Regions from separate parts of the Mus musculus genome. Here all the other regions are linked to region 6. The links are chromatin contacts, called in public Hi-C and promoter capture Hi-C maps. All regions are on one chromosome and are shown on one strand. Each heading gives the region's core, a stretch centred on a gene start, on an enhancer-like site or on the middle of the called end of the contact. The rest is flanking DNA. Distances are from core to core; before and after follow the strand shown.

Region 1 (2,700 bases), core at 156-2,655, 2.1 Mb before region 6:
GTATTTGGCAGCTTGGCGTGGTGGCGCATGCCAGCACTCGGGAGGCAGAGACAGGCGGATATCTGAGTTCGAGGCCAGCCTGGTCTACAAAGTGAGTTCTAGGACAGCCAGGGCTACACAGACAAACCCTGATTTGGAAAAAGAAAGAAAGAAAGAAAGAAAGAAAGAAAGAAAGAAAGAAAGAAAGAAAGAAAGAAAGAAAGAAAGAAAGAAAGAAAGAAAGAAAGAGAGAAAGAAAGAGAGAGAGAAAGAGAGAGAGAAAGAGAGAGAGAGAGAGAGAAAGAGAGAGAAAGAGAGAGAAAGAGAGAGAAAGAGAGAGAAAGAGAGAGAAAGAGAGAGAAAGAGAGAGAAAGAGAGAGAAAGAGAGAGAAAGAGAGAGAAAGAGAGAGAAAGAGAGAGAAAGAGAGAGAAAGAGAGAGAAAGAGAGAGAAAGAGAGAGAAAGAGAGAGAAAGAGAGAAAGAGAGAGAAAGAGAGAGAAAGAGAGAGAGAAAGAGAGAGAAAGAGAGAGAAAGAGAGAAAGAGAGAGAAAGAGAGAGAAAGAGAGAGAAAGAGAGAGAAAGAGAGAGAAAGAGAGAGAAAGAGAGAGAAAGAGAGAGAAAGAGAGAGAAAGAGAGAGAAGAGAAAGAAAGAAAGAAAAGTATTTTGCTCATTTGGTAAATATGGAGATTCAGAGTTGGTGGGACACCTCGAACAATAAAGACACTGAAGCTGATGATCTGAGTGTTCAGTCCCACAAGATGGAAGGTGAGGAACCCACTCCTGCAAGTTGTCCTGTAACTTCCGCCCGCGTGTTGTGCCACGTAAGCGCTCACATATAATACGAATAAAATAATTTTAACCTGGCGGTGGTGGCCACATTTTTAATCTCAGCACTCCGGAGGGAAAGGCAGGCTGATCTCTGTGAGTTCGAGGCCAGCCTGGTCTACAGAGGGAGTACAAGGACAGCCAAGACTACACAGAGAGACCCTGTCTCGAAAAACAACAACAACAACAAATTTTAAAAGAAAACGAGAATGAACAGAGTTGTGACCCAAGCATGACAAGCATTCTGAATAAACGGGATTCGTGGACTGTGCCCATCACAGCTAACAAGGTGCAAGAGAGCTTGGAGCAACCCTTAGGCGGAGGTGGGAATGTGTGGGCGCCCCCTAACGACAAGATCCGCTAGTGGTCAGCGGGTGCTTGTAACCGGGGACAGGGTAGCTCTTAGTCTTCACATCGCGAGTGGAGGAATCTTGTTTACCCCAGCGTGGGAGCCAAGCTAGAGCGCAGGGATTAGAGTGCGCACGCGCGTCGCTCTGCCAGCCCTTTCTGGGGCTCGAACACTCGGGTACTGGCTGGCGGCGCAGGCGCGCTGGAGGCCTGTAGAGGTCGCGGCGCCTGCGCAGTCACTCTTCCTCAGGCGGCCGCCATGGCGGGACAAGAGGATCCGGTGCAGCGGGAGATTCACCAGGACTGGGCGAACCGGGAGTACATTGAGATCATCACCAGCAGCATCAAGAAAATCTCAGACTTTCTCAACTCTTTCGGTCAGCGGGCGAGCAGGGGAGGCTGGGAGGAGGGAGGCCTGGGAGGCGGCCGGCGGCGGGGAGGAGAGGCGCGCCGCCCTGGCTACTCGCTTCCTCTTTGGCTGCCCGCCGGCCCCAGTGCCCTCACCCCGAGCCTCACTGGGCCGTTTCCGAGGGTCTACCCTGCCCGTTGCCATGCCCCACTTGCGCTCGTCAGCACGCCCACTGTCCAGCCTCTTAGGCCCATCCATCATCCGCCCCGGTTTGCGCCGCGCTTCCGTGCCAGTCTTCACTTGGCAGGCAGTGCGCAGCCGTGTCACGGTCACGGTCGCGCTTACTGTTGAGAGACTCCTGCTCGTTGTCCATCTCCTTCAGGAAGAAGTCCGAACCCCTTTGATGTCATGCCTTCTATTGCTCCCGTTTAACCACTCCCGGCAGGTTCATTCATCCCCGGCTCGATTTGGTGCTAGTGCTGAGGGTTGTAAGGGATGGGGCCCGCTCGGGCCTTGGGAATGGCTTTTCTAGCCCTGTATCTGCTTCATGGTAGGTGCTCTGGATGCTTCTGTCTGGCTCCTCGGATTTTACAGGGCAGATGGTTTCAGCAGAGTCCACTTTTCCAAAAAACTATTCCTAGGTGTGGCCGGCTAGTGACAGTCTTGATTTCTTTCTGCGTGCGTTCCTAGCCTTCTGGACTGAAAACCTGTTACAGACTTCTTATGGTCTCCGGAAGGGTTCTTTCAGGGACCTTCTTACACAATACAAGACGTGCAGATGGCATCCAGTGATCTTTTTCACTAGAGTGCTTTGGTTCTACTAATTAGCAACTTTCAGCATCTTGGGGAGAAAGTGCTGTATTTTGAAAAAAATTAAAGTGAATCGTATATTTTCTAGCTAAAGACCCGATGAGTCCTAAGTAGTATGATAGAAGGTAACCGAACAGTAGCTTCAATTACGGGGTGTAGTTCAGGGATTGGGCTCCTGAGTGGTAAGCACAAGACCCCGGCATCCCCCACTTCTTAGAGTTTTCTTTCTCTCTCTCCTTTTTTTTCCTCCTTTTTTTGTGTTTTGTTTTGTTTTTTGGTTGGTTGGGGGTTTTTTGTTTTGTTTTGTTTTTGTTTTTTGAGAAAAGAGAACAAAAAGGAAATTGGAAATGCATCATTAAGGGGCAGGGGATGCCTAGTCTGTAGAGTA
Region 2 (2,700 bases), core at 85-2,584, 2.1 Mb before region 6:
CGATAAAATGAGGTTTTTTTTTTTTTTTTCTTCTTCTTCTTTTTTTTTGGTTTTTCGAGACAGGGTTCCTCTGTATAGCTCTGGCTGTCCTGGAACTCACTCTGTAGACCAGGCTGGCCTTGAACTCAGAAATCCACCTGCCTCTGCCTCCCAAGTGCTGGGATTAAAGGTGTGTGCCACCACGCCCGGCAAAATGAGGTTTTTGTTTTGTTTTGGTTTTTGTTTTCTGTTCTCTGCAGAAACGTTTGAAACGTTTCTCTTCATTAAAGTGATTCCTATGTGATCTGGACAAGTCAAGGAACCAGCAGCACTGTCTTCAGCTAGTCTCTGAAAATGACTAGAATAAGTGATTGAAAACTGTTACTGATTTTAATGTGAAGTGGCTGAAGTTATGTCAAAGTTCTGTCTCCCACAGAAAAGCACTGTAAGAAGGCAAGTGAGGAGAGGAGGCAGGTGGAATGGTCCATCGCAACTCCTCACACGTCTCTGTGGTAGTCTCCAAGCTTTGGAGGCACTTTATACCTTAGCATCTCAGCAGATCACTACAGTTCTTTGGTAGTGTAGATTATGAAATTCACTTGCCTGGATGTTAGCAGGACTCAAGGGAATATTGCATCTGACTCTCAGTGGGTACTCTTAATAACGGAATGGAGCAGGATAGTTCAGAGAGAACCTCACTGACGGTTGGCAACTAGCCTAACAATATTAAGAACGTTTTCTTAAACACTTAGTACATGCAAGGCCCTGGGCTAAAGGCTTTTAGGTATCATCCAATCTAACATCTACATGCCTGCTCTCTCTATTAGGTAGGTACTGAGATTATTCCCATTTTACTGACAAAAATGAAACACAGCTAACCGCCAAGGTCAACCCGTAGGGGCGCGATGAAAACTCAGTTAAAGTGATACAATCAATCCCTGCACTTTCTTGACCAAGGTCACCCGGGAGTGAGGTCAGCAGGATAGGGTGAGGGTACTGACCTGTCAGACACTTGTTCCTGGGTGAGCTTCTTGTCGCTCTGCAGTAGGATTGACACGTAGTGGCGGATCATGCCCACGAAGAAAGTGATGATAACGATGGGCAGGACCACCCAGAGGCGGATGTTGGAGTCAAGCAGCAGCTCGGGCCCCGCCATCTTCGCTGAGAGTTCGCTGCGGGTCGGGAGGAGTTGGGTTCCTCCCGGCTTTCGGCTCCGGGCCTTCACCCGCCCCTCAGTCTGGCTGGCGTGGAATCTGGGGCAGCCTAGCTTTCTCCGCGCACTGTTTCCAGCTGGGCCGCCAGGCCGTCAACTTCCGGTGCGGGCGAGTAACGTCACGCCACGGCGCGGCTTTGATGGCGTCAGAGCGCCGTTCTTCTAGCGGGAAAGTCGAAAACGAAGGGAAGCAACTGGCGGGTCCCCAGGTTAGTGGCTTTTTAGGCTTTCCTGGGAGCGAGATGGTATCTCTCCGAAGTCAGACGGCCCTGACTTGTTCTAGTGTTTCCCTCTGAAAAGTGGCTGTCAGTGATTACATATTATTGTAGGAAACGCATAATAAGAAATCTCGTATAATAAGAAATTTGAACCTGTTTTTAGTTTTTGAGGCTTTTTTTTTTTTTTTTTTGGCAAGACTTATTTAATGTATATGTATGATTTGACCTTCTGTGTTTATGTGCACCACATGCATATAGGAACCCGAAGGGGCGCAGGATTCCCTAGAACTGGAGTTACAGGCAGTTTTGAGCCGCATGTTTGAATGGGAACTGAACCTGGGTCCTCTGCAAGAGCAGTAAACGCTCTTAATCCCAGAGCTGTCTCACCAGCCCAGGAACGTTAATCCTTAATAGAAACCATTGCCCTAGTCTGGAGAGATGGTTTGGAGGTTAAGAGCACTGGCTGCTTCTCCAAAGGTCCTGAGTTCAATTCCCCTTAACCACATGGTGGCTCATAACCATGTATAATGAAATCTGATACCCTTTTCTGATGTGCAGACAGAACATTGTATACACAGAAAAATAAAGAGAGAGAGAGAGAAGCTGGGTGGTGGTGTCACTTGAGAGACAGAGGAAGTTGGATCTCTGAGTTCGATCAAGGTCAGCCAGTCCTCAGAGTGAGAGAAACCCTGTCTCAAACAAAAGAAAGCAAAACAAAAAAACAAAACCAACCAAATAAAAAACAGTAATAATAATAATAGCCCATAGTCTTGGCTTTTAGGAGGTGGAGGCAGGAGAAGTTGCCTTTGGCTATGTATGAGTTCAAGACCAAACAGCTACACAAGACCCTAGAAGTTGAAAGTAAGACAAAACCCACAGATTCTGGCCTGTCTAAGAACCAAAAATAAATGAACAAAACAAGGAGTACAGATTCTGGAACCAGACTTTTTAGAGTTAGAACCTCAGCCCTTCCCCTGATTAGGAGACTAGTAATGGTATCTTTCTTAAGTTAGCATGTGAGAAATATGTAGATTATAATTAGAGCATATAAGACAAGGTTGTTTGTTTGTTGGTTATTGAGATAGGGCCTCACTGTATATCTGAAGCTGGCCTAGAATGTAACTGGTAACTATGTAGACCAGCCAGTCCAATTTACATGGTGGAATCCTGTCTTAAAAATAAATACGTACTAGAAAAATAGCTCAGTGGTTAAGAACACTTGCTGCTCTGCAGAGAATCTCGGCTCCTTTCCCAGCACCCACATAGTGGCTCATAACTATCTGTAACTTC
Region 3 (2,700 bases), core at 108-2,607, 2.5 Mb after region 6:
CACAAATCTGGAAGCACACATTCATGAACAGAAGAACAATCACATCACAGAATGGCACATTACACTATAAGAAAGAATTATCAACACCATACCATGATATGAATGATATCATATCAAAAAACACGAACAGTGACTTCCACAGCAATATTCTGAGAATACTATATATTAACTCCATTAACATGAAGCTTAAAATAGTCCAAACTAATGGCTGATGAAAGAAGTCAGAACTCTTAATGGGGAAGCAGGGGTAACCTATTTGGAAGAAGCAGAGCACTATGGGAATGTTGTACAATTAAAATCTGATGTGTGTAGCAGCAGACAAGGTAAGAAGCATGTAATGATTCACAGACAGTTCATTTTCATGCATTTGTTGACGTTTTTTTATATTTTATACCACTACAAAAGGAGTGTAGATGGATAAACAGTAATTTCTTAATTATCTGAAACTAAAGCTGGTTGTTTAATATCAACACTTCTAAGCCTCATATACTGAAAACACAACACCCTTTTTATATTCTTTTAGTCACATAATTTAAAAAAGATAGTAGCAAATATTCCCGAATATTATGCCATAAAACACCTTTTTATTACTTCGGAAATCAGAGGTGCTTTTTTAAATGCACCTTTAAGAGATGGCATTAATCCCCAAGGTATTAAAGGCCCAGGGGCCTTCAGTGGCATGAACTGTCAGGACACTGCATGTACATTTCAAAAACAAGCTAAAGCACACCTTCAGATTTAATGAGGACTTAAGAAGAAAAGCGTTAGATTTGTAACCAAACTGTCATGCCGCCAATGTCATCATCACAAACACAAGTACCGCTGTGGTATTTGACAAATTACCCAGCCAGTTGCTCAGAAATGCAGGAATTTTCTAAACTATCTGGTCCTTCTGACAGTTCTCCGTTTTTGGTTTTTATCCAGGTTCCGGCGATCATCAATTCCTACTCCAAGAGCATCTTTTAAAGGGGAGCGTTTTGTCAGAGGCAGGAGGGCTGCTGCCAGTGGGCGCGTTCAACCCCACAGTAAAAAGTTTAGCCACTCAGCAGAGATGATGACGAGGAGGTTAAAAAAAAAACCTGACACGCAAACCAGCGGTCCCTGGCAGCAGCGGTCTCCAAAACGGGACCAGCCTCGGGAGGGCGCGTCAAGGAAGCGCCGCGCCCAGCGGCGTCCCGGAGGGCTCGTCCGAGGGGACCGGCCGCTGCCCAGAGGCGCGGCAGGACACGGCGGTACTCACCGCGCCCGCCGCTCAGCGTCGCCGCCTCTGGGGACCTGCACACCTGGCCAGCGCCCTGCGCGGGGCCGGCCCGGCGCGCCGCCGCGGAGCACCGCCACTTCCGGCGCGCGCGAGGAAATGAGGGAAATGAGGCTGGGTTGCTGTGGCGCGCCCGCCTCCGCGGTCAGGCCCCGCCCTCCACAGCCAGACTCCGCCCTCCAGGGCCAGACCCAGCCCACCGCAGCCGGGCTCCGCCCTCCACACTGCCAAGTCCCGCCCTCCAGGGCCAGGCCTTTCTCTTTCCAGCTAGGACACGCCTATTCCTCCCTCTTCTGTCCTGTGCCCTGCACAGAAAGCTCCACAGATGACAGTTGATTCATCTAAAAACAAACAAACAAACAACAACTGAGATGGGTGCTCAAGCCCTGTGGGATAAATAGCCTGGGAACATCATGCCTTAGAGACACTTAACTAGACACGCATGTGGCTAATCGTCACATAAGTGCTAACCTGGCAGAGCTGACTAGCGGGGAGGCTGAGGATAGCCAACATGCCTTCTGCTCAGGGAAGATCGGTACTGAACACTGAAGAGGTCCTTACGTGTTTTTACTTAAAATAAATAATTCCATTTGCTGCATGTAAAGTACCGTGTGTGTGTGTGTGTGTGTGTGTGTGTGTGTGTGTGTGTGTGTGAAGTCTAGCCTTTTCAGAAAAGCACACACTGGCAAAGTTGGAAAGAGACTGGATATGCAGTCAGCAAGCCTATCTTAGAAGTAGGTGATCCAGACCGTTAAAGTTTTCAGGATTTCCCTTGTGGCATTAGAGGAGAACATCTGGGCAGAAGATATCTCAACAACTGTCAGCCAATAGAGCCAGCTGTGGTCAGGAACAAAGTGTCTCCCTTGGACAGCTGCTTCTTTAGGACGCACCTTGAAGTCCCCTCAGACATCCATCTTCTCTAGTACAATCACAAAAGACAGTCCACGTGGGTTAGCTGCCTGCTGTCTACCAGCCACAGTCCTAAGTATGAGTGCAGGGAGGCAGGAGAATTCTCTCCTAGGAGACTTGGAACATGGGGACCTTTAGCAAATGGTTAAGTGCCCAGCACTGCTAAATTTCCAAGATAAGGCAAAAATTCTCTAATGTATTAATAAAGTAGATATAAATGGCACCTCACTGAAATCTTAGCGAGCCACGATGCCAGACTCCAGCTTTGGCACTGTTAGTCCAAGCCCACATCTACTGTGTGCCTACGTTACACTTGACATTTCATTAACAGTTTCTGAGAAGTCCCCAGAAGCCAGGTGTGACATCTGCCTATAGTCCTAGCACTCATGAGGCTGAGACAGAAAAATGATATTTTTCAGGCCTTCCTGGATTACTTAGTAAGTTCCAGGGCAGCCTGGGATATACATTGAGCCCTTATCTCAAACAAAAAGAAAGTCCACAGATGTAGGGACCTTTCGAATGTGCCCTCTAGA
Region 4 (2,700 bases), core at 59-2,558, 2.1 Mb before region 6:
TGGGATTAAAGGCGTGCGCCACCACTGCCCGGCCCGTACATTTAAAAAAAGCTCATCTGATGAAACTTCTGCCAGAAATGTCTATGGAAAAATGGCACTGAATGTTATCTGATAGTAGTTGTATGCTAATTCTTTGAACCAGTCATGGTAGCACATATCTAGAATGCCAGTACTTGGGAGGCAGACACAGGAGTGCCACTAATTTGAGGCCAGCCTGGGCTATATATATTCAGCTGCAAGGCAATGGGAACTATGCAATAAGTCTGCGTCTAAAAAGAAAAAGACAAAATATTTTAAAATTCTATTCACAAACATAAAAAAGTTTGAAAGGAAACAAAAACTGGTAATACTGTTTTCTGGGAATGCAGATGGAAAAGGAGGGAAAGTTTTACTTTTGTACTCTGGAAGACATTTTGAAATGTGTAGTTAAAAATAGAGACAGACTCAAACTCATCAATGAGAAAAACTTTAAATAATAGCATAGGTGGGCCCGGCAGCGGTGGTACTCAGCTTTTATATCAACACTTGGGAGGCAGAGGCAGGAGATTGGAGGTCAGACTGGTCTACAGAGTGAGTTCCAAGAGAGCTGGAGCTACCCAGAGAAACCCTGTCTTGAAAAACCAAAAAGCAAAGGCAGAAGGGGAAATATGGCAAGCCCGTGGAGATCTTAAGAGAAGAAATTAAATTTAAGTACACTCAAAAAAAAAAAAATATATATATATATATGAGGCTCATGCCTGTAATTCCAGCACTCTGGAGTCAGAGGCAGGAGATCACTCTTAAGTTTGAAGCTGGTTTGGTCTGTACACGGAATTCCAGACCAGCCAGGGGGAAACAATGCTACCCAAAAAAAAAAAAAAAAAAAAATCCAACTGCCCTTGGTCCCTGTTCTCTGGAGTCTGAGGCAGGGAGATCTTTGAGTTCAGGACAAGCCGGATATACATAATGAGTTCTAGGCCTACATAGTGAGACCCTACCTCAAAGCAAGTCTTTCTGGCATGGAGATAACGGCTTTAATCCCAGTACTCTGGAAGCAGAGGCAGGCAGATCTCCGAGAGTTCGAGGCCAGACTGATCTAGGGTGTGAGTTCCAGGACAGCCAGGATTACACGAAGAAACTCTATCTTGGGGGAAAAAAAAAAAAGAAGGAAAAAGAAAAGGAAAGGAAACAAACAGAAACCCAACTGTAGGAGGTGGAATTTATAACCCGGGGCTCCGCCGCGGCCCCGCCCCGCCGCCCCGCCGCCCCGCCCACTGCTGCGGCCCCGCCCACCGCCGCGGCCCCTGGCTCCGTGCCGCCCCGCCCCCCAGTTTGAGGGCTCCCGGCGGCCATTTCCGCCTTCAAGTTGCCCGGAGCGCGTCTGGGACCGGCAGACCTGTCCCGGAGCGCGTAGATCCGCACGCACGCACGCGCCGCCCACGTCCAGCTTGCGAATCCGAGGGACCCGTTCCAATAATGCCCCGGAAGGCAGCCAGTCCAGAGGAGGCGGCGGGGGAGCCCGGTCCTGAGGAGATGGAGGCTGGGCGGCCGCGGCCGGTGCTGCGCTCGGTGAACTCGCGCGAGCCCTCTCAGGTCATCTTCTGCAACCGCAGCCCGCGCGTCGTGCTGCCTTTGTGGCTCAACTTCGACGGCGAGCCTCAGCCCTACCCGATCTTACCACCGGGCACCGGCCGCCGCATCCACAGCTACCGAGGTACGAGCCGCGCGCTAGGCCGCTGCTGCTGTAACAGGCGGGGCGCTTTCTCTCCGACCCCGAGCATCTTGTCCCTACCCACTGCATCTACCCCGAGAAAATGCCCGGCCCCTACCAGTGATTTCGGATGCAGTGTTAACCCAGTTCCCGGTCAGGTTCGGCATGCGAACCTGCCTTGGTGATGACAACTTGGAGGGTTACAGACAAAAAAAATGTATGAACAGACAAGAACCAGCCTGTGTCATAATTGCTGCGCTAGGCACCGAGCTTAGAGGTTTGCGAAAGCATGGGCAGAGTGTGGGTGCGTCCAGGTGAAGAAAGAGCACGCAGCTTAGGAGAACCGGAGTAGGATAAGTCAGCTGAGGGAGTTAACAGTTGTAGTTGGGGGATCACCTTTACCGATTGGCGTCTTGGCCGAAAACAAGTGAGTATGGGATAACGGGTTGAACTCTCGATCTTTCTGCCTTCGCCACTGATTTCAGGTTTGTACCAAGCCTGACCACGTAAGCTTATTAACTGTGACAAGCATCAGTGGAAGTCAGTCAGTTCTATCAGTGTCATGACTGGATGGCTATGAAAAACAAGTGAAGCCGCTCTCAGGTGTACAATCCCCAGGACTCAGAAAACCGAGGCAAGATGACTGCACCAGGCTTTTTTGGTTTGCCGCCAAACAGTGAGAGAAAAAGTTCAAAAGTTGATTTTAGCCGTAGTGAATTGGGGCTGTTTGACATTGCCTTATTTATGTATTGAAAAAAAATGTACCCAGATCTGTGTGTGGTAGCCCAGGACTCAGGAGGCCAAGACAGAAGGATTTCACTGAGTGCAAGTCCAGCCTTGGCTAAGCCCCAAGATTGTGTCTGAAGCAACCAGCCAGACAGCTGAGTGATGTGGGAATTTTGTAGATCAGGCTGGCCTCTCACTGAAATCCAACTTCCTTCTGCCCCCTGAGTACTGGGATTAAAGCAAAGGCCTTTGTCACCAAGGCCGGTTTATACTGCTCTTTCAGG
Region 5 (2,700 bases), core at 105-2,604, 2.6 Mb before region 6:
TCCTTCCCTCCACTCCCCGGAGTGCGCGATGGAGGTCTGGCTCAGCACGCCCCTCTTGAGGCAACTCAAGTCGGAAACGTGCTTGCACCCGCCCCGCAGCCGCTCAGCCCTACTGCCCGTCCCCGCCCCCAGCGCGCGCTTCCTGCCACGTTGCGCAGGGGCGCGCGGCCAGACTCTGCGGCGCGGGGCCGAGGGGAGGGCCGGAACCTGGGAGCGCCTCCTCGCCGCCCCCGCTGGCCGGCGGATGGACTCAACTTGCACGAACACGAGCCAATGGCAAGGGCCAGTTTTCTGGGCCCCGAGAGCCAATCAGACGACGAGGCCCGGCCGGCGGCGGGTAAAACGACTCCCCCAGAGGAAGGGGAGGGTGGGCGGCCGCTCGCGCGCGAGCTACTTTCGCTGACCCTCCCTCCCCTCCCCCGCCCCGCCAGAGGCCGACCGCGCCCGCACGTCCAGCTCGCCTCACCCCACCTACCTCCCGCCCCACCCAGTGGGCAGAGCGAGGCTGCCGGCGGCTGCGCACTCCGGCTGCCGTTAACTGACAGGCGCCTTACGCCAACCAAAACACGCCATTTGTGTTTTCACACACGGCGGGAGGAAAAGAAGCCAATCAGCGACGAGACGTCGGCCGGAAGCGCTCCTCCGCTGCCCCCCCCCCCCCGAGCCATGGCCGCGTCCGGTGGAGACTTTTCCGCTCCCTTCTCCCTCCCCCTCCGGTTGCTGCAGGGCGGACCGCATTCCTGCCCACCACCCGCTTGCCCCTTCCAGCGTCACGACTCGTACCCGGCTGTCTCACAGAACGGCTCCACCACGCTCGGAGGGCCTGCCGCGGCCGCCCATCCCCGCAAACGCACCAAGCCGCCCTCCCGCCAGAGTCCCGATCCCCTACCTAGCCGAGGCTCTCTGAGGAGCCGGAGCCCCAAAGCACAGCCTCTTCTTTAGGCGGCCCCGGCAGCCTCCGCTGATTGGCGGCGCACCGGCCAATAAGTGTGGGGCGGTGGGCGGAGAGGCCAATGGCGCGGCGGGAGGGGGCGTGTCCCGCGTGCCCCTGGCGCCGGCACTGGGAATCCCCGTGCGGTCAGTGGCGTTTCCGCTCGGGCAGCGGGCTGAGTGAGCTGCCGCCGCTGCCGCCGCTGCCGCCGCCGGGGGAGGGGCGGCCGCCGCCCGCCTGCGCTCAGAGACTCACGCAGCCCTAGTCCCGCCAGTCCGCCAACACAGTAGTGCCGGCCCCCTCCGCCCCTGGCCCTCCCCCTCCCCGCCTCGGGCTCGCTCCGCCTTTTCTGCCCCCCACCCCCACCTCACGGGTACGGGCCATTCCCGGCCAGGAAACGCCGTGGCGCCGCGTTGGGCCTAACTCGAGTCTCGCTGCCTCCCGGGAGTGCCGTGCGCCGCAGCCCGGGCCCAGGCCCCGGCAGCGCCTGGGTCAAGGTAAGGGTCCAACAGAAAAGAGACACCGAACCACACGACCGGGCCCCGGGGGAAAGAAGGGTCACCTCAGTCTCCCTGCGTTCCCTCTCCTCGGGGTCGTGGGCCTGGGCCTCCCCAGCCTGGTAGCAGGAAGATGCTTGCCCTTTTCGTCTTCTCAGCTACCTTTACACACCATTGCACCGCTCTTGCCCAGAGAGAAAGGCTCTCCTTCATCTAGTCGACCCCACTACCTTTTTAATGTCTTCCCTGGGTCAGGACTCTTCCCCTCCCCCTACTCTGGTCTCCCCTTTTTGCCTGGGTATTGCCTACTCCACGTTTATACCCTTTTCAGGAGAGGCCTCCCAACCCTGCTCTCAAAATACACATACTTTTTTTTCTGTCCCTGAGCCCCCCACCTCCCCTGTTCTTGCGGCCTTGTGACAACTCTGGTCGCTCGTGGGGGCCCAGTCCTCCCCTCCATAATCTTCCTGAACGCCTCTCCTCTGGTTTTCCAGTTCCTATCTCAGATGGCTGCTGCTTTTCCCACACCAAAGACATTACCTTCGCCACCCCCACCTCACATTCTTGGACTCCCTGTGGCGTATGCCCCAGTATCCTTGCGATATCCCTGTTGAATTTGTAGGGTTCTAGCCTGGAATTGAGCCAGATTTTGTCGTTTTCCCTGCCTAGGGCGTGGAGAGCGATCTTTTAAGAACGACTCTAAAGAAGAGGGGGAGGGATATGCCCCTATGAATCCGTGCAAGCCAAGATCCTAGGTAAATGGTAGTGGGCAAAAGCCCTGGTTTTAGTAGGTAATCGCTCAGAAGGAAAGTTTTAACTCCTGGGAAAGCCCCTTCTATGCTAATTTATTCTATCGGGCGCCTTTGCCTTTCTCATTCTTAGGAATAAGGATCTTTCTCCTGTGTACTGATGCTGCAGCCCGCCCTGCTGGCCTGGGTCAGGGGTGCGTGGATGACCTGCATTTTCTGCTTTCTCATGTTACTTGTGTAACGTCTTCACCAGCAACTCATTTTTCGCCCAGAGCTCTGGGCTCTGGGTTTTGTCTATACCTGGATTCCTTTTGCCAATTGTTCCTGTGCTCAAAATACTTAAAAAGATTCAGGTTCTCGAATTTCCTCCATACCTTGACTAAATTGTTTTTAGATGACATATTTGTGACCAAGGTCATGTTTACATTACTTCCTTGCTTATATGTTAAATACCTATACTTTTGATTGGGGAGGATCCAGATGGAGGAGGTTCCAGGAGGAGGTTTGTGTGCAGCATATTGAG
Region 6 (2,700 bases), core at 111-2,610:
CTCTGAGCCTTGGTGCCAGCTGTTCCCTCCGCCGACAATGTCCTCCCCTCTGCCTCACCTGGCGGAACAGTCCTTCAAACTCCGCGCAGAAGCAAGCAAGGAACCTCAGGGCTTCTCGACTCTGCACCTAACTGTTCTAAATCCCAAGAACACTTGGGAAAACAAGCCTTATCACCTCCGGTTGTTTTCACGCCCCAGGAGCTGAGTCTCCAACGACCCCACAGGACGCATTGCAGGCATTCAGACGTGCCCTGAATTCATTCCCCACTTCTATACACAGACCTGGCCCATTCCCCAGGACCCAGTTACGTCTCAACCGGGAAAGAAGAGATTCGACTGTCCCTCCTAACAAAGAATGAAAACCAGAGGCACACCCTGGGCCCTGGAGAGAGAACAATGAATGAACACGGTCACCTCGTTTGTGTCCCAACTCTGCATCCATGCACCGGCTCTGCAAAAGCCTGGGAGGTTGTCGCTTCACACAAAAGGCAGCCTGGCTCCCGATCGCGAGCATCCCGGGCCACCCATTTGGAAGCCCCAGGCGAGGTCGCAAGCCTTTGAGGCGGGACCCTGACCGGTTTCTCTCGCTGCCTTCCCCGATTCCTCTTGTCTTCCCTAAAAGGGTGTCACTTAAGCGAAGCAGCCCGAGAGGAGGTGCAAGGCCGGGCTCCCCCCACTTCTGCAGCCCGAGAGAAAAAAGAACGAGCCCATCCCAGTGACAACACAGTCACTGGGCAGCTCTGGGAGGATTTTTTTTCCCCCATTGCCAAAATATGAGGAATGCTCGCTGGGCACCGGAGTGGCGCTGGCACGTTTCCGAGAAACACTGGGAAATCTGAGCAGGGGTGTGGAAACTGGCTCGCCGGCCATGACACCCGGCCCGCGCCCGGCCCGCCACCAGGATGACAGCGGCCTGGCCGACCCTGCGCCCCACGGTCGCACCGTCAGCCCTGTGGCCTACCTGAGGGAGCCGGGCAGTGCCGGGTCCCGTCGTGCAGCGGCAGCGGTGGTTGAGAGAACGCGTTGGTTGCGGTCACATTCGGCGTGTCCCCAGCCCGGGGGACGGGGCCCCGGGGAGGCCCCGCATCGCTGCACTAGCGCCCCGCGCCTCAGGGCACGCGCCCCAAAGCTCGGCCAGCTGGCCCGTCCGAGGGCCTGCGGAGAACAACAGAGAAGCCTTCCCGCCTCAAGTCCGCTCGGCTCTAACTCCCGCCATCCAAGATGGCGGCACCAGCACCCGCGAAGAAGACGCTCTCAGGCTATCCCGGGCGAGCTAGCCCTGCGCTCGACACTCGTCTCCACGACCTGCGGCGCCGCCGGGCTCACTGCCTCTGCGCGAGCTCCTGGGCTCGGCAGTCCGCTTAAAACTCGGCTCGGGGATCTATCGCTCGAGCCTGGAATGTGGCCCCGCCTCCGGGGGCGTGGCCTCGCGGTCCTGCGGCCGCCATTTCGGGGTTGACTCCGTGGTAGCAGAGTGACTGTTTCTGGTTGGAGGCCAGTGGTATTGGGCTGCAGCCGCGGTCCGGCCACCCGCGAGGCCCTCAGCGGGCCAGACGCGCCTGGTGACACACGGCACAGGGCTCCAGCTCTGGTGCTTCCTCTCCGAAGTTGACATCCGTGGAGAATGGCGGCCTAGGGGTTTTGTGGGAAAGCCCTCATGCTATGTGAAACCTCAGGTTCCTCATTTGTAGATGGAGTGTTCGCTGTAGTACACCAAGTTGACCAAAAACTAAAAGTATGGTGTTGCACACCTGTAATGCCAGCGCTTGGAAAGTGAGGGCAAGAGGGTCGGGAGTTCACGGTCATATGAGCTGCATGAGACCCTGTCTCAAAAAAGAAAAAAAAATTAAAATTGATGCGACAATATGGCCCACCGTAAACTGAAGCCTGTTGTGCGTCTTCGTACAGCCCCCGTGGAATAGACACCTGGAGGGCAATGTGTATTGTCAATTGTGCTTTTTTTTTTTTTTCCCCTCTTTGAAATAGGTTCTCAATTTTATTTATTTATTGTGGTTTTTCGAGACAGGGTTTCTTTGTCTAACAGCCCTGTCTGTCCTGGAACTCACTTTGTAAACCAGGCTGGCCTCGAGCTCAAAGAGATCGCTCTGCCTCTGCCTCTTGAGTGCTGGGATTAAAAGCATGTGCCAGATTCCCTCTTAATTTGAGGCTGGCCTCAGACTCTGGTTCTCCTACCTCTGTGTAAGTATTTTCCAAGTAGCCATTTGGGGACCCGCAAGGTGACTCAGAGAGTAAAAAGTGTGCAGAGTAAAACCTGATGGAAGAGAGAACAGGCTCCTGAAAGTTATCCTCTGACCTCCATTCGAACCCGGTGCTACGTGCGCAACCTGCAACCGCATTTACAAATACACAGACAAGTTTTTTTTTGTTTTTTTTAAGTAACCATTTATAAGTAAACATCTTTTGGCATTTAGTGCGTTCACAGTATTGTGTAACCACAACTTTGGTTCCAAAACATTTCCATTACTCTGAAATAAAATTACCCACTAAGCAGTTTAGTTTCTCACTAGCTCCCACCCAGAGCAACCACCAATACTCATTTTGCTACTACAGACCTGACTTCTAGATTATCTTGTGTGCGTGGATACTTATAAAGTATGGGGCCCTTTATGATTTAAGTCTTTTCACTTAGCCTGTTTCCGAGTTCATCTGTAACACATGTGTGCTAATACTTCACTCCTC
Region 7 (2,700 bases), core at 117-2,616, 2.7 Mb after region 6:
TTTTACATTAAAAGTATTGGGGGGGAACCACCAACACTTTAACTGCCATGGAGATATGCAAAGTTTAGGAGATTTTTTTGTGTGTGATCTAAATTGTGTAAATTCTTCTTCTTGGACAAGAAAGAAAGAAGGACAGAAAGAAAGAAAACAAAGAAAAAAGTGGGGAAAGGCAAAGGGCAGGTGTTAGAGGGAAAATGTTTCTTTGACAGAGCTCTGACATTTTAGGAAAAGCCATACGGCATGCCTACTATGGCATGCCTACGTCCTTCAGACCTGAGTTAAGACTCACAAGGCAAATGCCATCTGGGAGAGGCTCCCAGTACTTAAGGGAAGACCCACTAACCCCAGGTAAACACACCTGTGAAAGGACCTCGCCATCCGCACAGCTGACTGCACTGCGAAAGCTTTGGGGTTTCTCTTCCGGGCATCCTCTTCATCTCCAAGCTGTAGGTCTTGCAGGTGCCGTTTCTTTTTCTTCTCAGCTTTAGGCCCACTGTGCTTCTTCCTATGTTTCTTGTGGTCCTTGGTCTCCATGGTGGCTATTTATCTACTACAAATAAGTCTTACCTACACGGAACAGGGAGGACGGTGGTGGTAATCAATTATAATCAGGGTAACACAGGAGGGCAGTAATTTAATTTACTTAAGTGCTGATGTATTTGTTCATTGAATGGAGGTAGAAAATGTTTAGCCAGTATCTTCAAATTCACGTCCCTTTCTTACGCCATAAAGTATAAGAGTTAGCAGCACCAACACTATCCTTCTTATGTTTTATGTTGAAGCCATTTCGACAGTGCTCATTTTTTGTAATGACAGAAATACATCCTACCTGCTGTTCTCAGTACAGAAGCCTTGTGAACTACACGTGGTTACAGAGAATTTCAAGCGTACCTTCGGAAACTGAAAACTATCTTAAGTTTAAATTAATTTTAAACTTAGTCGCACGTGACTAGTGCCTACTATTCTAGGTAGCTTAGGCTGAAGTGTCCTTTTAACTTAAAACGAAAACAAACATACAAGTTTAAGACATCCGAACAGTGCTGAGCAGACTCGCCTCTCAGCTCCTGGAGGAAGCACATTTTCCCCTCCCGGTGATCTATTTTTGCTGGGAGAAGAACACGCAGCCGAGCTGGGCAGGAGCCCTCCCTGCTCGAGTGACCCGCTCCCCATCCAGCACTGCACGAACCCACGCCCTCCACACTCCCGGGAGCACCTCTCCGGCGGCCGAGAAACTTGCCTTCCAGCCCAGACGCAGCCTGGGAGCAGCCTGTCGGGAGGTCGAGGACCGACCGAACCGGGAAGCCGACGGGGCTCGCGAAAGCACTCGGACTCACGGCAGCAACCGCTCCAGCCCGCAAGCACGACGCCGGAAGCGGAAACTGTCCTTCTGCTTGTACCCGTCGGAGGGAAACGAGCAAAGAAGAGGGGAAAAAAAGGAACCCGTGGACGGACGACTTTCAGGGGAAAGCCGGAAGTAAGCTCTGGGTTGGCTGAGGGTTGCGCAAGCGCACTTTCAGATTTCGCACGGACTGCCCTCTCCTTCGGGTCCCAGCCACTCTGAGAGTCGGGCTCTCAGCCAGCGCGACCTGGCTTCAGAGGATCCGCGCGGCGCTGGGCCCTGGCCCGCTTATTTGAGTAGCAGAGGAACGCTGGAAGGACGCCCGAGTCATCGCCAGTCCCAACTTGAAAGCTGTGAATTCCGCCGCCCCATCCGCTAGGCTACCGCTCCCTGTCACCGCTGCCAGAGCTGTCCTCACGGGTTTTCAGCGCTCTGCTGCCCTCTTGTGCCAGGACCGACGGGCTGAGGGCAGGGTGCTCCTCTGTGCTCCTGGAGAGGGCGTTTTCTTCAGAAAACGTCTTAGCTTGCCATTTTGTGTGCATGTGTGGCTATGTGTGTCGTGTGTCTTGTGTCTCTGTGCTCAGCCTTGCATCCCCAGGACTCAGTCCAGTCCTGGGGAATAGCCCTCAAACCCCCAGTCCCGGTTATTTGCTACAGTTATGCTGGACTCAAAACTGAGCTCATCTCAAGGAGAATAAGAAGTAGGGTTTTTTCCTTGCGCCAAATAAGAGTGACTGCGGCCTGGGAATACGGATTCAGGTTCCCACAAAATAGCATGTTCATGCAAAACACAGCTCTCACCTCAATGAGCCAAGAACATGGGTTCAGTTGCCTCAAAGTCTCCCATTTTGTACCTTTTAATAGCACACCAACACAAAACAGCTCTAAAGGTTCATATGGAAATTATGAAACAAAATCAAAGGTTTAGCAAATGATAGTTTGTGAGGTTGGCCCTCCTATTTCTCTCTCCCCATCCTTTGACTATCATTCCAGTGACCATCATTCTAGCCTTTCTGCACATTCCAGAGCAACGCCCCAATTTCTGCAGGAAGTAGTTATAGAAAAGACTACATTGCCCTTTATCATCAACAAAAGGATTGGAATGTAAGATCGCAAACTGAGGACAAATGGCTGACAGAGGTGTCTATTGAACAAGTCAAACAGCCCTCAGTCCCAACCTGTGACAGGGTCATCCTGCCTGGCAACTATCCCCCTAGCTGAACCACCAAATGAGGCCTATGAGAAATTTCTCATACAGTCCAACGCTGGAAGAACTCAGGGCAGACACCATAGTGCTTGCTAACTCACTCATTAGGCTTATGCTTGCCTTATTTTCTTACATAGCACAGTATCACTTGCCC

Evidence for each region. Promoter capture Hi-C pulls out the DNA fragments that hold promoters and counts their contacts. Hi-C and Micro-C count contacts between places; a contact is called where the count stands out from the background.
Region 1: a contact with region 6 is called in a Hi-C map of B cells, with 6 read pairs. The contact joins the promoter of Brk1 here to the promoter of Raf1 in region 6. A contact is called at or near these places in 1 of 39 promoter capture datasets (embryonic stem cells), 1 of 484 Hi-C or Micro-C datasets (B cells) and 1 of 115 datasets of contacts at active chromatin or transcription factors (astrocytes).
Region 2: a contact with region 6 is called in a promoter capture Hi-C map of pre-B cells, with 5 times the contacts expected there. The contact joins the promoter of Fancd2 here to the promoter of Raf1 in region 6. A contact is called at or near these places in 3 of 39 promoter capture datasets (embryonic stem cells, liver and pre-B cells) and 1 of 115 datasets of contacts at active chromatin or transcription factors (astrocytes).
Region 3: a promoter capture Hi-C map of pre-B cells shows a contact between it and region 6, with 2.8 times the contacts expected there. The contact joins the promoter of Csgalnact2 here to the promoter of Raf1 in region 6. A contact is called at or near these places in 2 of 39 promoter capture datasets (hippocampal neurons and pre-B cells).
Region 4: a contact with region 6 is called in a promoter capture Hi-C map of pre-B cells, with 4 times the contacts expected there. The contact joins the promoter of Vhl here to the promoter of Raf1 in region 6. A contact is called at or near these places in 2 of 39 promoter capture datasets (embryonic stem cells and pre-B cells) and 1 of 115 datasets of contacts at active chromatin or transcription factors (astrocytes).
Region 5: a contact with region 6 is called in a promoter capture Hi-C map of pre-B cells, with 5 times the contacts expected there. The contact joins the promoter of Setd5 here to the promoter of Raf1 in region 6. A contact is called at or near these places in 2 of 39 promoter capture datasets (liver and pre-B cells) and 1 of 115 datasets of contacts at active chromatin or transcription factors (large pre-B cells).
Region 7: a contact with region 6 is called in a promoter capture Hi-C map of embryonic stem cells, with 3 times the contacts expected there. The contact joins the promoter of Bms1 here to the promoter of Raf1 in region 6. A contact is called at or near these places in 1 of 39 promoter capture datasets (embryonic stem cells) and 1 of 115 datasets of contacts at active chromatin or transcription factors (astrocytes).

Annotation. Positions count from the first base shown.
Region 1 is chr6:113,603,367-113,606,066 of GRCm38.p6, forward strand. Brk1 (BRICK1, SCAR/WAVE actin-nucleating complex subunit) reads left to right here and starts at 1,406. Exons shown (of 3, transcript NM_133937.1): 1 at 1,406-1,530. The coding sequence starts at 1,413.
Region 2 is chr6:113,530,348-113,533,047 of GRCm38.p6, forward strand. It overlaps Fancd2 (Fanconi anemia, complementation group D2), which reads left to right and starts at 1,335. Exons shown (of 44, transcript NM_001033244.3): 1 at 1,335-1,401. It overlaps Emc3 (ER membrane protein complex subunit 3), which reads right to left and starts at 1,291. Exons shown (of 8, transcript NM_175101.3): 1 at 981-1,291. The coding sequence starts at 1,135.
Region 3 is chr6:118,137,783-118,140,482 of GRCm38.p6, forward strand. Csgalnact2 (chondroitin sulfate N-acetylgalactosaminyltransferase 2) reads right to left here and starts at 1,358. Exons shown (of 8, transcript NM_030165.3): 1 at 1,241-1,358.
Region 4 is chr6:113,622,686-113,625,385 of GRCm38.p6, forward strand. It overlaps Vhl (von Hippel-Lindau tumor suppressor), which reads left to right and starts at 1,309. Exons shown (of 3, transcript NM_009507.4): 1 at 1,309-1,693. The coding sequence starts at 1,456.
Region 5 is chr6:113,076,285-113,078,984 of GRCm38.p6, forward strand. It overlaps Setd5 (SET domain containing 5), which reads left to right and starts at 1,355. Exons shown (of 22, transcript NM_028385.1): 1 at 1,355-1,428. It overlaps Gt(ROSA)26Sor (gene trap ROSA 26, Philippe Soriano), which reads right to left and starts at 960. Exons shown (of 3, transcript NR_027010.1): 1 at 890-960.
Region 6 is chr6:115,675,275-115,677,974 of GRCm38.p6, forward strand. Raf1 (v-raf-leukemia viral oncogene 1) reads right to left here and starts at 1,361. Exons shown (of 17, transcript NM_029780.4): 1 at 962-1,361. D830050J10Rik (RIKEN cDNA D830050J10 gene) reads left to right here and starts at 694. Exons shown (of 1, transcript NR_152134.1): 1 at 694-2,700.
Region 7 is chr6:118,418,051-118,420,750 of GRCm38.p6, forward strand. It overlaps Bms1 (BMS1, ribosome biogenesis factor), which reads right to left and starts at 1,367. Exons shown (of 23, transcript NM_194339.1): 1 at 1,238-1,367; 2 at 359-567. The coding sequence starts at 534.